Linked DNA regions of Mus musculus: region 1 is linked to region 2. Evidence: chromatin contacts called from public Micro-C data. All regions are on one chromosome and are shown on one strand. Each heading gives the region's core, a stretch centred on a gene start, on an enhancer-like site or on the middle of the called end of the contact. The rest is flanking DNA. Distances are from core to core; before and after follow the strand shown. Region 1 holds the start of Elovl7 (ELOVL family member 7, elongation of long chain fatty acids (yeast)). Region 2 holds the start of Ercc8 (excision repaiross-complementing rodent repair deficiency, complementation group 8).

Region 1 (5,968 bases), core at 1,539-4,038, 56 kb after region 2:
CATCTTTAAAAATATCAAGAGGCTGATAAGTCCTAAATTTACATTCCCAGGCAAGCCCCTCTCTCAGTCTGAAGACTGAGATAACCAACTGCATGTCTGATGTCTGATACACCCACTTGGATACCTAATAGCCTCCTCCATTTAAATCAGTCCTCGAATGTGTTCTGCCCTTTGCCCTATTTTTTTTTCCCTCTGTCTTCCTCTTTATACAAGCAACATGTTCTTTGCAGTTGCTTATGGAAAATGCTTTCATTTTTTTTTTTTTTTGGAACACACCCTTTCTTATCGCTCACCTCAGACCTTTGGGAATCGGGTTGGCCCTTGTCGTCAAGATGTATTGGAGGTTGGGAGATGAGACAGGGTGTGGCTGACCTGGAACTCCCTCTGTAAACCAGGCTGGCCTTGAACCCACCAGCCTCTGCCTCTGAATGCCAGAATGTATTTTAAAGCCTGGCCTTTTCACTTCAACCAGCTCCTCCTTGCCTCTGCTTTATCTTATCTGGACTGTGTAAGAGCCTCTTAACTGTCTCCTTGCTATGTCTCGGCCATTCCTCCCCATCCTCTATACCACTCTCAGTAACATTGTTAGAACACTTACTTTAAAATGCCAGGCTGGAACAAAGGCCTATCATCCCAGCACTTAGGAGGCTGAGGCAGGAAGATTTGAAAGTTTGAGGGCAGCCTAGATTTCATAGCCAGACCTTGCCCCCAAAAAGAGAAAAGCAGAAAGAAAAGGAGGAAGAAAAAAAAAAAAGAAAAAAGAAAAAAGGAAGGAAAGAGAAAAAAAGAAAAAGAAAAGAAAAGAAAACTGAGCGACCAGAAGGTGCCACTCTTCAGAACTGCTCCTTTGAGACTTCGATGTTGCCCTCCCTGTTCCAGTTCAGCTCCCACAACCTCCTAGGTCCTCTGGGAAATGTGGCCTCCTTGCTGTCTCTGTGCCCATGCCTTCAGCTTAGCTACTGTTCCTGTTGCCTAGAGTGCTTCTTACCCGATACACACAGACTTCCTCTTAGCCTGCCATTTCAGCACTGGGGAGAAGGGGACAGGAGGGATATATGTTTGAGGATAGCCTGGGTTACTATCAGAAGTTTTATTCCCAGCCTCTGCTGCATAGTGAATCTCAAAAACACGAGATGCAAAAGGCTCCTTTCACAGAGGCCTTCAACAATGAAGCTTCCCCCTCCCATCCCCCCTCAAAAATCCCCATGCCCTTCCCCTTCCCGTGGTGCTTGTCAGGACCTGAACACATTTTTTTTTTCCTGACCTGGTTATGTATTAACTTTATTGTAAGCTCTGGTTAGACTGAAAGTTCCCTCCCTGAAAAGACAGAACATTTTTAGTTTGTTTTGGTTGTCTGCTGGATCTTTAGATCCTGGGGTGGGGTGGGGTGGGGTGGGGGTAACAGCATTAAATAGGTCTTAAATCTAATTAAATGAATCTAATTAGGCTCTTGCATGTTTGAAATTTTATACAGACAGAAACAGTGACAGGCATGTGACAATTGTCTCTAATTTTTAAGGCGTTTCCAAATCTACCAAACAACTTATTTGTAACATGAAAGAAGAGCATAAACAAGGATTCATTAGTTTGTTTTTTGATTGATGTAAAGCACTGAGCTCAGGAACTTGCACAAGCCGGGCAAGCCCTCTACCACCAAGTTACATCTCCAGTAGAAGATATCTTCAGCGTCTTAATTTGCATTTGAACTTCTGTCCTTTGGGAGTTGCTGTCTCCTTGACTATTCAGTGGGAGTGCCCAGAGTTTTAGGTAGACACTGAAACCTTATTTTCAATGTTCTAGGGTTGGGTCATGGAAGGCTGTCTTGCTTGCTTGTTTTTGCTTTCCCTATGCAAGGTCTCTACTTGTCAAGAGACTTCTTACCCTGATTCTAGGCTAGGAACTCTAGAGCAAGCAGAGCCCATGTGGTGAGGCAGTCCGCACAGGGAAGGCAAACTCTCGGGAGTGTAGGAGGGGGATGGAGGATAGGGGATGTTCTAGTTGAAAGATCAATTCTAGTTTTAGGTTTTGCTATAGAAGCAGATACCTCTAGACTTACATTTTGCCTTCCTGTGCTTGATTTAGAAATCGTTACAGTGTTTATTATGATCATAACTAAACACAGGACTAGCTCATTAAAAAAAAAAAAAAGTCCAGTGCACAAGCACAGGCCTACATTCATCCAGTTCAGCAATTCCAATCCATCAATCAGTGAAGGAGACGGGAGTTTGCTAGACTCTGTTCCTTGTTCTGATCACCATAAAAAAAAGTTGCATACAGTCTGTTCTTCATTGCACTAAAAGCCTCCCCGCGCCTCCTATTTTTCAACAATTCATTCTTAATAATTAAAAGGGATCGAGCTGCCAAAATCTGGCTTGGGCATCTTTACTGGTCTGGTCTCCATTTTAGAGACCTATTTCTCCTTCATCCCTTCTTCCCTCCAGCCGCGCCCTCCCTCGACCGGTCCTGTAATCCATTAGAGTCAAGCAGGACGACAATTCCCATAGTATTTTGGTTAAGCATGCGGATGAATCCAGATGTTGGTATTCACTCTCAGAAAGAAAGGGCACCAGTAGAGCGGACGGGAACCGGCCCCCTACTGCACCCTGGGTTGCTCGGGGCCAGGCTCTACCCGCGGCGAGGGCGGCAGCGGGAGAGGCTGGCATGACACCCCACCCCTCGGCGTCACCTGGCGGCGACGGGCAGGCGGGCCGGGGGGCGGTCCCGGGTGACGCGCGGGGCTGGGAGAGCCGGCAGGTGCCACCCTACCGCCTCCGCCCCTCGCAGCCTGGTCCGCAGCCCCGGCAGCAGGGGCCGCTGTGAGAGCTGCGCTCGCACTGCCCGCCGCCGCCCTCGGCTCCCGCGCGCGCTGCTCGCCCCTCGGCGCGGTGAGTGCGGGGCTGCGGGCCCCAGCAGACTGGGCGAGGCTTTCGGGGGTGGCGCGGAGGGCTGCGGGGGAAGGACGCGCGAGCCGAAGGGGTCGAGCCCCTGGGGGTCGCACGGGAAAGGAAGCGGCGTGGGGCCGGGCAGGGCCTCCCTCCTGGCGGTGCTGCTCGCTGGTCGGGCGCGCCGCGCTCACCTGTGCCTCCCGGAGCCCTGGAGCCCTGTACCCCTAGGGAAGATCGGGGCCCTCCGGGGCATGGGGTGCTGAGCTGCTGCGGTTGAGACTCAAGGAGGGAAGGTCTTGCTCGACCTTGGACCGCGGAGGTCACTTTCTCGGCTCCGGGTCCTGGCTTCCCAGACTCCTCTTCACAAACCAGCTATCCCTTCTTCCTGCTTCTGGGTGCGTCCCGCCTGCCCGAGGGAACTCAGGGCGCTGTCTCTTTGGCTCCGGGAACAGCATCCCGTCCCGGTGACTGCTGCGGGCCAGGGAGGGAGGATGAGTCCACGGCTGTGGAACAGGTCGTTCTGGAGACGGAGTGGCAACTCCTGTCATTTATCGCCTAGGTGTCTTGTGGTGTGAAGTGGGCCTTTCTTTCTTATCAGCCCTCGCTGATTCAAACTTACCGGATTCAGAGGAGCGCCTTTGGGGACTAACTGGAACTCGGGGTGGGAGCGGTCCGGCTGGCAGCAAGGCACAAAAGTCCCACTCCCACTGAACAATAGTTTCAGAGACCCGGCGATTGCCTACTGAACTCCCTCCTGTCCCTGAAGCTGCCCATGAGCGTTTTCTCTCAGCTCCGAGCTCCCAAGTCATCTTTTCTTCCACTCACTCCTGTTTTGCGTTTCTTGTATAAAACTCATCCTCTTTAGTGACTGCCGCCGCCGCCGTACTTTGCGCTTGTGGTTTACAATTTGCAGTTTTTGTTCGGGGGAAATTGTTCTCCCCAAGGTCATCGAGGACTAGGTTTAAAAAAAATCCCTTTCCCTTTACCCCATAGCAGATGCTTATCCAGTGCTGTGTGCCTGACACTGAGAGCTTAACCCTGTCAGTCTTCAAGTAGATATTGTTTTCAGTTTGGGGCTTGGCTTCCAGCCAGCCAGGAGCTCTTGGCCACTCTGCTAGTCTGATGAACCCAGAGTTCTTGGTTCTTACTGCTACTAAGCACTATGCAGGTTCAAGCATCAGGCCCGGGACACTTAATCTCTGGCCCCTTTTCCTCCTTGTTTGTTTTTTACTGTAGCAGCTAAAGCTGATATCAGTCTCTTGATCCCTCTTCTTGTCTCCCTGCTACGGGGTGTGAACCACACGTGCCCAGCCCTTTATAAGATAGATATCTTTAAAAGATAAAAAATTAGATTGACAGGTTGACTTCCTAAAACCTCATTTTTCAAGTCTACTTAACTTCAATTACAATCCAGGGGCCCTGTGTATTCAGTTGAGTCTAATATCTTTGAGGAGACGTTATAATACTCCGTTTCTGTGCCCCAGGCCTTCCCAACGCTCCCGTAGAAGATGGTTTCCGCCACCATTAACCTAGTCACCAAGATGCAAAATCTCAGCCATCCCGCCTCCTGCTACCACTCCCTAACCCCAATTATGGATTTATCCAGCTCTCTCCAGATCTCTCCTGCCTTTGTCAGTCTCAGCCTGCACCCCTCCCATCGCTCTTCACCACACTTCCTCTTTCCCAAAGCGAACACATACTATCACTCATCATACCCACCTTTCTTTTCCCTCTTATTTATTTTGAGACAAGGTCTCGTGTATTCCAGGCTGGCTTCGAACTCTCTGTGTAGCCTCGGATGACCTTAAACTTCAGATCCTCCTGCCTCTAACCTCTGAATTGCTGGGATTATAAGCATGTGCCACCATTTCCAGTATTATTCAGTGCTGGAGAGGGAAACCGGAGGCTTTATGCCTGCTAGATAAGCATCGAACCAAACTGAGCCCCATCCTCAGTCAATACACATTTTGATTATCTTCTTTAGTAAGTGTTTGCTTTCTTCCAGGTCCTGGGCAACTTAAAATGTTACACTATCAGGCATTCTTTGTAGTAGTCACTTAATAGATATTTGTAGACCAAAGTGCACCGTGAGCTAAGGTAGCTCAGGGCAGTAGTAGCCTTGATGGTAGTAGAAGCCAGCCTTTCATAAGTTTGCACTGGTAGGCGTGGGGGAACTGGCAGACAATGCAAATGGGAGCAGAGAAAAACCTCTGCTGAGTGTATTGCCACGCTGAGGTACCCAGTCGTCCTGATTCATCATTGCATCTCCTGGTGTGATACAGGAGCCAAATTTTATAGGAAGTGTGAATCTCAAAACAAAATAGGAAACAACAGTAAGTTATCTCAAAATAATCTTTTTTTAAAAAAAATTGGAAATACAGTACATACATAAAAGTGCATAAAACATTAGTGAACAGGTGAGGCAGTGGCTATATTTAATGTCTTATTCTGTCATTACATATGACATGGAAGGAGGGTGCAGTCAGGATAAGCAACACTCCTTTCACCAAGCCTGTGTGTCTGAACTAAGCTGGGGAGACGAGGCCAGCAAAGAGTTGGCTGCACATGGAAAGATTTGAGATGATGAGATAAGAGGACAAGATATTGACCGGCCAAGAGGTAGGGTTTTTCCTCAGTAGATTGTTTATTCTCTATGATGTACCTCTTGTGCAAGCATCAATTTTAAGGTAGGGAAGGATGCTATTTCAAGCCACCGTAGATATGGTAGAAACAATCTGGACTTTAATGATTCATATCATATATTATGGATTATACTATCAGCAGATCTATGAGAGGAATATTTCTCACATGTCTTCAGCCTTGAACACTCAGAACTTATGGGAAAGTTGATAACCTCTACCAATTTGGCAGATAAAAGATAGGATGTCTAAGTTGAGCTATGGTGACACATACCTGTACCCCCAAATTTTGGGAGGTGGAGGCAGGTGGATCAAAAGTGCAAGATCATCTTTAGCTATATAGTGAGTTTGGGTTCAGTCTGGACTACATGAGACCCTTTTCAAGAAAACTTTTTTTTTTTTTTTGGCCTTCTACAACAGTGAAAATTCCTACTGTGCTTCATA
Region 2 (6,845 bases), core at 1,304-3,803:
ACCAAAAAGCGAGATGTGTGCTAGTTTTATAGCGTTTGAATTTGAAAAGGAAGTTGTGCTGTGTCTGGGTGCTCTGTGTGTGCCAGCGCACATCCTGTGCACAGGCATGTGGAGGCCAGAGCTGGACGGCAGGCCTTCTCCTCTATCTATACTCTCCGCCTCATTACCTTGAGACACCACCTGTCTCTGGGTTGGAAACTTGCCTACTGACTAGGCTGGCTGACCTCTCGGAGCTGCCAGTCTGTTCCTACAAAGCTAGGGAGTAGGGTACACACAGCCATCCCTGGCTTTGGTGCTGGGGATCCGAACTCAGAACTTCCTGTGTGCTGAGCAAGGGCTGAAACCCAGTGAGACATTTCCTCAGTCCTGGAAAACAACTACAAATAAACTCAGTTCATTAGAAATAAAGTAAACAGTAAAGAAAAACTGAGTATCTGTATGTATCAATTATGTATGTATTATGCCTAACAGTTGAACCCTTTAGTTCAACTGTTGGTGCTGGTGGGGGTACAAAATGGATCTTCAAGCTGTTTCTTTTCTCTCTTTTTTGGGGGGGTGGGTGTTGTTGTTTTGTTTTTTTCCTTTGAGACAGTGTTTCTGTGTAGTCCTACCTATTCCAGAACTTGCTCTGTACACTAGGCTGGCCTCAGATTCAGAGATTCCCTAGCCTCTACCTCCTGAGTGCTGGGACTAAAGGCGGATGGGCCACTAGGGCCACTCTGTCTGTTTCTCACAAAGTTTAACCTACATCTCCAGGCTGATCCAGGCGTTCTCCTTGTAAAAGAGAAATGAACGCATTATATCTATAAGTCTCATCATTTATCTGTGACAGTCTTAAGACAGGGACTAATCCAAAGATCTATGAACAGGTGAGCAGGTAAGAAAACTATATATACTGCATTCCACACGATAGAACATTAGCAACAAGGTAAAAATTTTGATGCACATAAAGATGAACTTCAAAATAATGATCCTAAATACAGGACCCAGAAAGAAATCTATAAAGACATATATACAAATATTCACGTTTAAAACCTGTAGGAAACGAAGACCAATTTGTAGCATCAGAAACCCAGATCAGTGGATATCTGGGTACAGGCAGCAGAGGCAGCATATTTAAATGCTCAGTGGGCAAAAAAGTTCAAGGTAGTAAGTTTTAGAAAAGGGTTAAGTGGGTACTAGAGAGATGGCTCAGAGGTTAAGAGCACTTGCTGCTCTTATAGAAGACCCAGGTTCAAATCCCAGCACTCACATGGTGGCTAAACAACCATCAACTCCAGTTCCAACAGCTTTGACACCAGATACACAACTACACACCTGCAGGCAATACACACACAATTAATAAATCTTTTTTAAAGATAAGAAAAACATTTTTATAAATGTTTAACATAGTTAATATTGTGAGAAATTAATGAAACACAGTTGTTGGACCAGTCTTCAACCGTCCCAGTAGCGACAGACACTACTATTATCTCTTTCATGTAAGACCACCTAAGTGAGAAAAATGGACTTGTGCCTAAGCTGCCTCAGTCAGCGCTTAAACTCTGACCCAACTTCTTTCTCTGCGACTTTCTATACTGGAGCAATAGAGAAAAGTAAAAGACATTGTGTGGCCTGCTGCAAGGGGGACGGGGGAGGAGGGGGGCGGGGAGGTGGGGACAGAGAGAGTCAGAGACACACAGTCACAAACACACACACATACAAGGAACGCCCCCCCCCCCCCCCGGGGGGACGGGTCTAGGTGTAGCCCTGGCTGTCCTTGAACTCACTCTATAGACCAGGCCGACCTCGAACTCAGAGATCTATCCGCCTCTGCCTTCGGAGTGCTGGGATTAAAGCCTGGCTATAAAAGAACACCTCTTAACTAAACCGTTCCAGTTCTTGAAAACAGTTTTAGTTAGACACACATTTCTGAAATCGACCTGGACATTAGAACGGATCAGTGTATTCGGAAAGTTCTGGGTTGACAAGGACGGCGACAGACAGGGAGAGCGCGCCAGACACTGCGACACCAAGAACCGCAAACTCTGCGGACAACCCGGATCTGAAGACCAAGGCAAGGCACTGGCGCAAGGCCTTTCCCGATGCTCCCCAGAACCTCTGGCAGGACCGGGTCCAAACTTCGTCGCCCAAGGCAACCGCCAAGTCCTGGGACCCGGGACAGGGACCAGGGCACCCGAGGCCCGGCCCCCAAGTACGGCGGCCGCCACCCGCCCGGGACGCGCATCCATCGACCGGTATCCTCTCCTCGCTCTCACCTCTCCAGTTCTTGTACTCGGCGACGTAGTAGTATTTGTTCCCCAGATGGTCCGTGCCCACGTGCTCCCTCACCTCCCTGGACAAGGCGCTCCAAACAGAGCGCCACACACCGGACCACCAGCTCATGCCTGCGCCGAACTCAAGGTCTGAGGCTTCAACCCGCCACCGGAGGACACGCCCACGCTAAGCTCCGCCCACTGCCCGGCGTTTTCCGAGCCCCCCAGTAACGCCGCTCTCCGTTGGTCAGGCCACATCGCTGATTGGCCAATGAGAGCCCGTGTTGTTGCATCCCCCAGTTCCCCGGTCTGTCATGGCAGCGCCCAGGCCTCCAGCCGGTGTGTGGACCCGAGATGTTGAGCTTTTTGTCCGCTCGACAGTCGGGTTTGGAGGACCCTCTTCGCTTGCGTAGAGCGCAGTCCACACGGAGGTGAGTCACGCGCGTGTCTTTTCCTCTTCCGGTGCCAAGGGAGAGTCTGGAGCAGGGAGATCGGGTCGCAGGACCGACTGGGCTGAAGATGAAGTCGGCAGGAGCCGGAGGAGGAAGACCCACGTGTGCGTGTAGGGGAGAGTGTGAAGGAAAAACCCAGGTCACAGTAATTGTAGCTTGCTGTGTACATGAAGGATGTAGTTGGAAGTAACCAGGGAGCCGAGTTAGATAACTGTCACTCCAGGAGAGACCTGATGGCAGGCTCTCCAATGGCAGGACTGTGAACATCCTCACGGCCAGCTCACCCCACGGCCTTCCACTGGACCCTCACTGCCAACATGACTGCTTCTTATTTCTTTGGTGCGCTTTGGTTCTGTTGACCAATGCCTTTATTTTTGTAGAATTTCATGTGGGTTTATCTCTGAGGCACAGACGAACCTGCATGCTTTGACTGTGTTTGTAAACCGAGTAACAGGTGTACAGAAATCAATCGTACGGATTTCGAAAAGAAGGCATGTAAATAAGTCCCCAACCACGTGCTATTTATATAGTGGCTTGTAGATGAAATAGCTTTGGAGCTTTGAGCTTTATGGTGTTTCTTAGTAACTGAAATTTGAACAATGTTGACGGGGTCTAGTATTTAGTTAAATTACACTGAAATTATATATATATATTCACGCTTCAGTGAAGATTATTGTTTTGTTAAAGTAATGAGGTTATTCTTTAATTCTCATTTATTTTTGTAACTGAACTGGAAAGTCCTAATTTATTCAGAGAAGATGTCCTTCCCTGTCATCTGCTAGTGACAAAAGCATAGTAAACATTACATTTGGCGCTCTCAGGCAACATCTTTTAAAGGATGTTTACAACCTGGAGCTGTAATTCACATAAACTGGATATTGAACACGCTGAACATTGGTGACACAAGCCTGTGACCCCAGGTTCCTAGAAGCAGATGGAGGAAGATTTCTGGCCCAGCCTGGGCTACCGAAGCAAGTTCCAGGTCAAACTGAGCTGCATAATGACATATGCCACTCCACCGCACCCCTACAGAAAGAAAAATGAAATTTTCATGGTTGCGTAAAACATGCTGAGTGCTGACATGTTTTTAAGACCATCACCGTATCAAGAAGTTTAACACTTGCGCCCTAAAGCTTTGCTGCGCTTTGGTACCGCTAACCCTCCTCCGCTTCACTTCATTTTAACTGTGGCATTGATAATAGTTTGTATTTCTACAGTCTTAGACATCTAAGAGAATCTTTAAATTGTGCAATTCAAACTTTTATCCACTAGGTGTCATCAGCCAAGTTTATTGGAATTTTTAACTTTCCCTGAAAGCTTGTTTATCCATAGATAACTTTTTAAGGACTTAAAAGCTTTAAATCAGCAGTTTTCGACCTGTGTGTCTCTACCCTTTCACAGGGGTTACGTATATCCTACATATCAGATATTTATATTATGAATCATAACAGAAACACAGTTTCAGTTATGAAGCAGCAGCAAAAATAATTTTATGGTTGGGGTCACTACAATCCGAGGAACTGTGTTAATGGATCACAGCACTAGGGAGGCTTAAATGAAATTTAAAGTAGTGTTTCAGTTTAAAACTTGTTTAGAGGCCTACATTAATAAGTCTGAATATCTTTAGATGTAGTAAGAAGCTAAAGCCTTGCAGAATTTGTGGTAATCTTGGGGAAATAAGGAATTGATACTAAATGTTTTTCTTATCGTTGCTTTATCTTTTTTCCTTTTTCCTTTTTGAAGGGTCCTGGGGCTGGAGTTAAACAAAGACAGGGATGTGGAAAGAATCCATGGCAGTGGGGTTAACACCCTCGACATTGAGCCCGTTGAAGGAAGATAGTAAGTTACGGCTTCACGTTTCCTTCTAAGTGAGGTGCAGAAAAATCTTGCCTTTTCAGACTGATTACAAGAAAGCTCTTACAAATACTTTTTTTTTAAGTTGTAAATTGTAGCGTTTGTTGGAAAAGCATCTATTCATTTGAAATCGAAAATCAAATACGCAAAATGTTATCAGATCGATATTCCAAATGTGGCATTAATATGTTCATGTTAAATCAATAAGCCAGGGATTTATGTTGATGCCGAAGGCTTTTAAGTGTGGGATGCATTTAAGTGGTCTTCTAACCTCTAATTGTTACTTTCAGGGACGAATGGGAAGTGACATGTAAAAAGTAGAAGTGTGCTTGGCACTGGGCGTGAAGCAGACGATCACTGAGTTTCTCATTTACCAGCAGTGACCTTGTGCAGTTTACCTAACCTTTCAGATTTCAGTTTGTCTCAGCTGTTCTATAGGAATGATCCTGCTTAAGAATTGGAGAAACTGTAGTGAAAGCATGTTTGTTCCACCCTACTGCCGACCCTATAGCTGAATGTGTTCCCCGTCACGGCACACCACGCATCGGCACACCACGATATTCATTCGGGAAGGTTTTGGGGTGGAGGGTGCAGCTCTGTGGCAACAGTATGATCTGCATGCACAAGATCTGGGTTCAGTCTAGAGCAGAATTGGAGGAGAACTCAAGGCTGTTAAGGAGTGTAGGCTCAGAGTCCTTCCTGTGAGCTGAGGGTGTGGTTCACAGATAAACCCTCACCTAGCAGGTCCAAGACCCTGGATTCAAGCCCCAGGACTACAAAGAAATAAAACAAAATCAAGCCTTATGTTGTTTATAATTAGATTATGTATTACAATAACATATGGGAAGTAGCTTCTCCTGTTTTGATCTAGTTACCAGTTGCCCTGGCTTTTGATTCCTGGTAAACTGTTGTCATTTACATTAAAATTAGCCATGTGGGTTTGGCAGACTTGCACTCTCTACCTTCCCCCTCTGCCATAATAGTCTACCAGAAACGTGTGCCCAAACAGTTCTCCCTTTAGCACATGGTTACAGTTAAAAGGTGGCGCACAATAATTCTGTTCTTTGCCATATCTTTCCAAAGCTTAACATATTTCCTGTTCAAAGGCGGTCAAGGGACACTCATTGATAAATATATGCAGATCCAAGGAACAGAGAACAGCTGATTTGTCATTGGTGTAAGTGGGAAAAGTACAGTAGTGAAGCAGCCAGGCACTGGCCTAGCGATTATGTGCCCTGGGTTACAGTGTGTGTCTGTGTGAAGAATGTAGGATGAAGATGCTTTTGTGCTGCATCGAATTAAAGTCTGAGACACTTAGCACAGTAGCTTTCCCTTTAATACATGGTAAAAGCTACAACTATGTATTTCTTTGTTTGCTAAGATATACTATGTGTAATCACATTTAGTAACAAGAAGAAATAAAGTGAAAATATATGTCAAATTGAAAACCAAGTATTTTCTTTTGCTTAAGAAAAATCAGTGTATGTGTAAGTTGTTTAGAAGTATATTAGTAGCCCGGCGTGCTGGCACACGCCTTTAATCCCAGCTCTTGGGAGGCAGAGGCAGACGGATTTCTGAGTTTGAGGCTACACAGAGTGAGTTCCAGGACAGCCAGGGCTACACAGAGAAACCCTGTCTCGAAAAAACAAAACAAACAAACAAAAAGTCTATTAGTATTTATCGTCTACCATGAACACTATAGCAGAAACTCTAAAAACCATTACCAAAACCAGAACACAGAGATCTAGTAGACCAGACTCAGTTCTAAGATAGGTGTTATTTTAAGAAGACTATCCATAAACTGCATTTTAACAGGTTCCGTTACATAGAAAACATTTGCATACCCTTATGAAGATTAAAATTTCTGTATCTTTTGAGTTCTTTTGATTTATTCATCTTTTGTTAGTTTTCTTTTCTAAATCAAATTAATACCCTACCTATTTAATATGGTCACAATTAGCAGAATAGCAACCACATTGTTAAATAATATTAATGTTTGGTACTAAATAGAAATTCATTTAATTTCAATAATAATTAATTTTTATGTAGTAAATAAACTCAAAAGGAAACTTTTGGCAGTTATTTTAATTTAAAAATTGCATTATTGTAAATACCAATTAAATCCAGTTAAAAAAACAACCACTCTAGAAGTAATCATTTGCTTTACGTTGATAATACATTGTTAGTACTGGTAGAGAAACAAAAATCCAGCAGGTGTGAGCATGCAGTTCCGTTGGTGAGATGGTCACACACACCTGTTGTCCCAGCTCTCAGGAGATGATGG

What was found. Hi-C and Micro-C count contacts between places; a contact is called where the count stands out from the background.
Region 1: a Micro-C map of embryonic stem cells shows a contact between it and region 2, with 2.8 times the contacts expected there. The contact joins the promoter of Elovl7 here to the promoter of Ercc8 in region 2. A contact is called at or near these places in 2 of 39 promoter capture datasets (HPC-7-derived erythroid cells and pre-B cells), 8 of 484 Hi-C or Micro-C datasets (CD8 T cells, embryonic stem cells, granulocyte-monocyte progenitors and 3 more), 2 of 115 datasets of contacts at active chromatin or transcription factors (embryonic stem cells and memory CD8 T cells) and 2 of 9 other capture datasets (adipose tissue and pancreatic islet).

The regions. Positions count from the first base shown.
Region 1 is chr13:108,211,616-108,217,583 of GRCm38.p6, forward strand. It overlaps Elovl7 (ELOVL family member 7, elongation of long chain fatty acids (yeast)), which reads left to right and starts at 2,789. Exons shown (of 8, transcript NM_029001.5): 1 at 2,789-2,885.
Region 2 is chr13:108,156,185-108,163,029 of GRCm38.p6, forward strand. It overlaps Ercc8 (excision repaiross-complementing rodent repair deficiency, complementation group 8), which reads left to right and starts at 2,554. Exons shown (of 12, transcript NM_028042.4): 1 at 2,554-2,686; 2 at 4,451-4,546. The coding sequence starts at 2,610. Ndufaf2 (NADH:ubiquinone oxidoreductase complex assembly factor 2) reads right to left here and starts at 2,441. Exons shown (of 4, transcript NM_001127346.1): 1 at 2,259-2,441. The coding sequence starts at 2,385.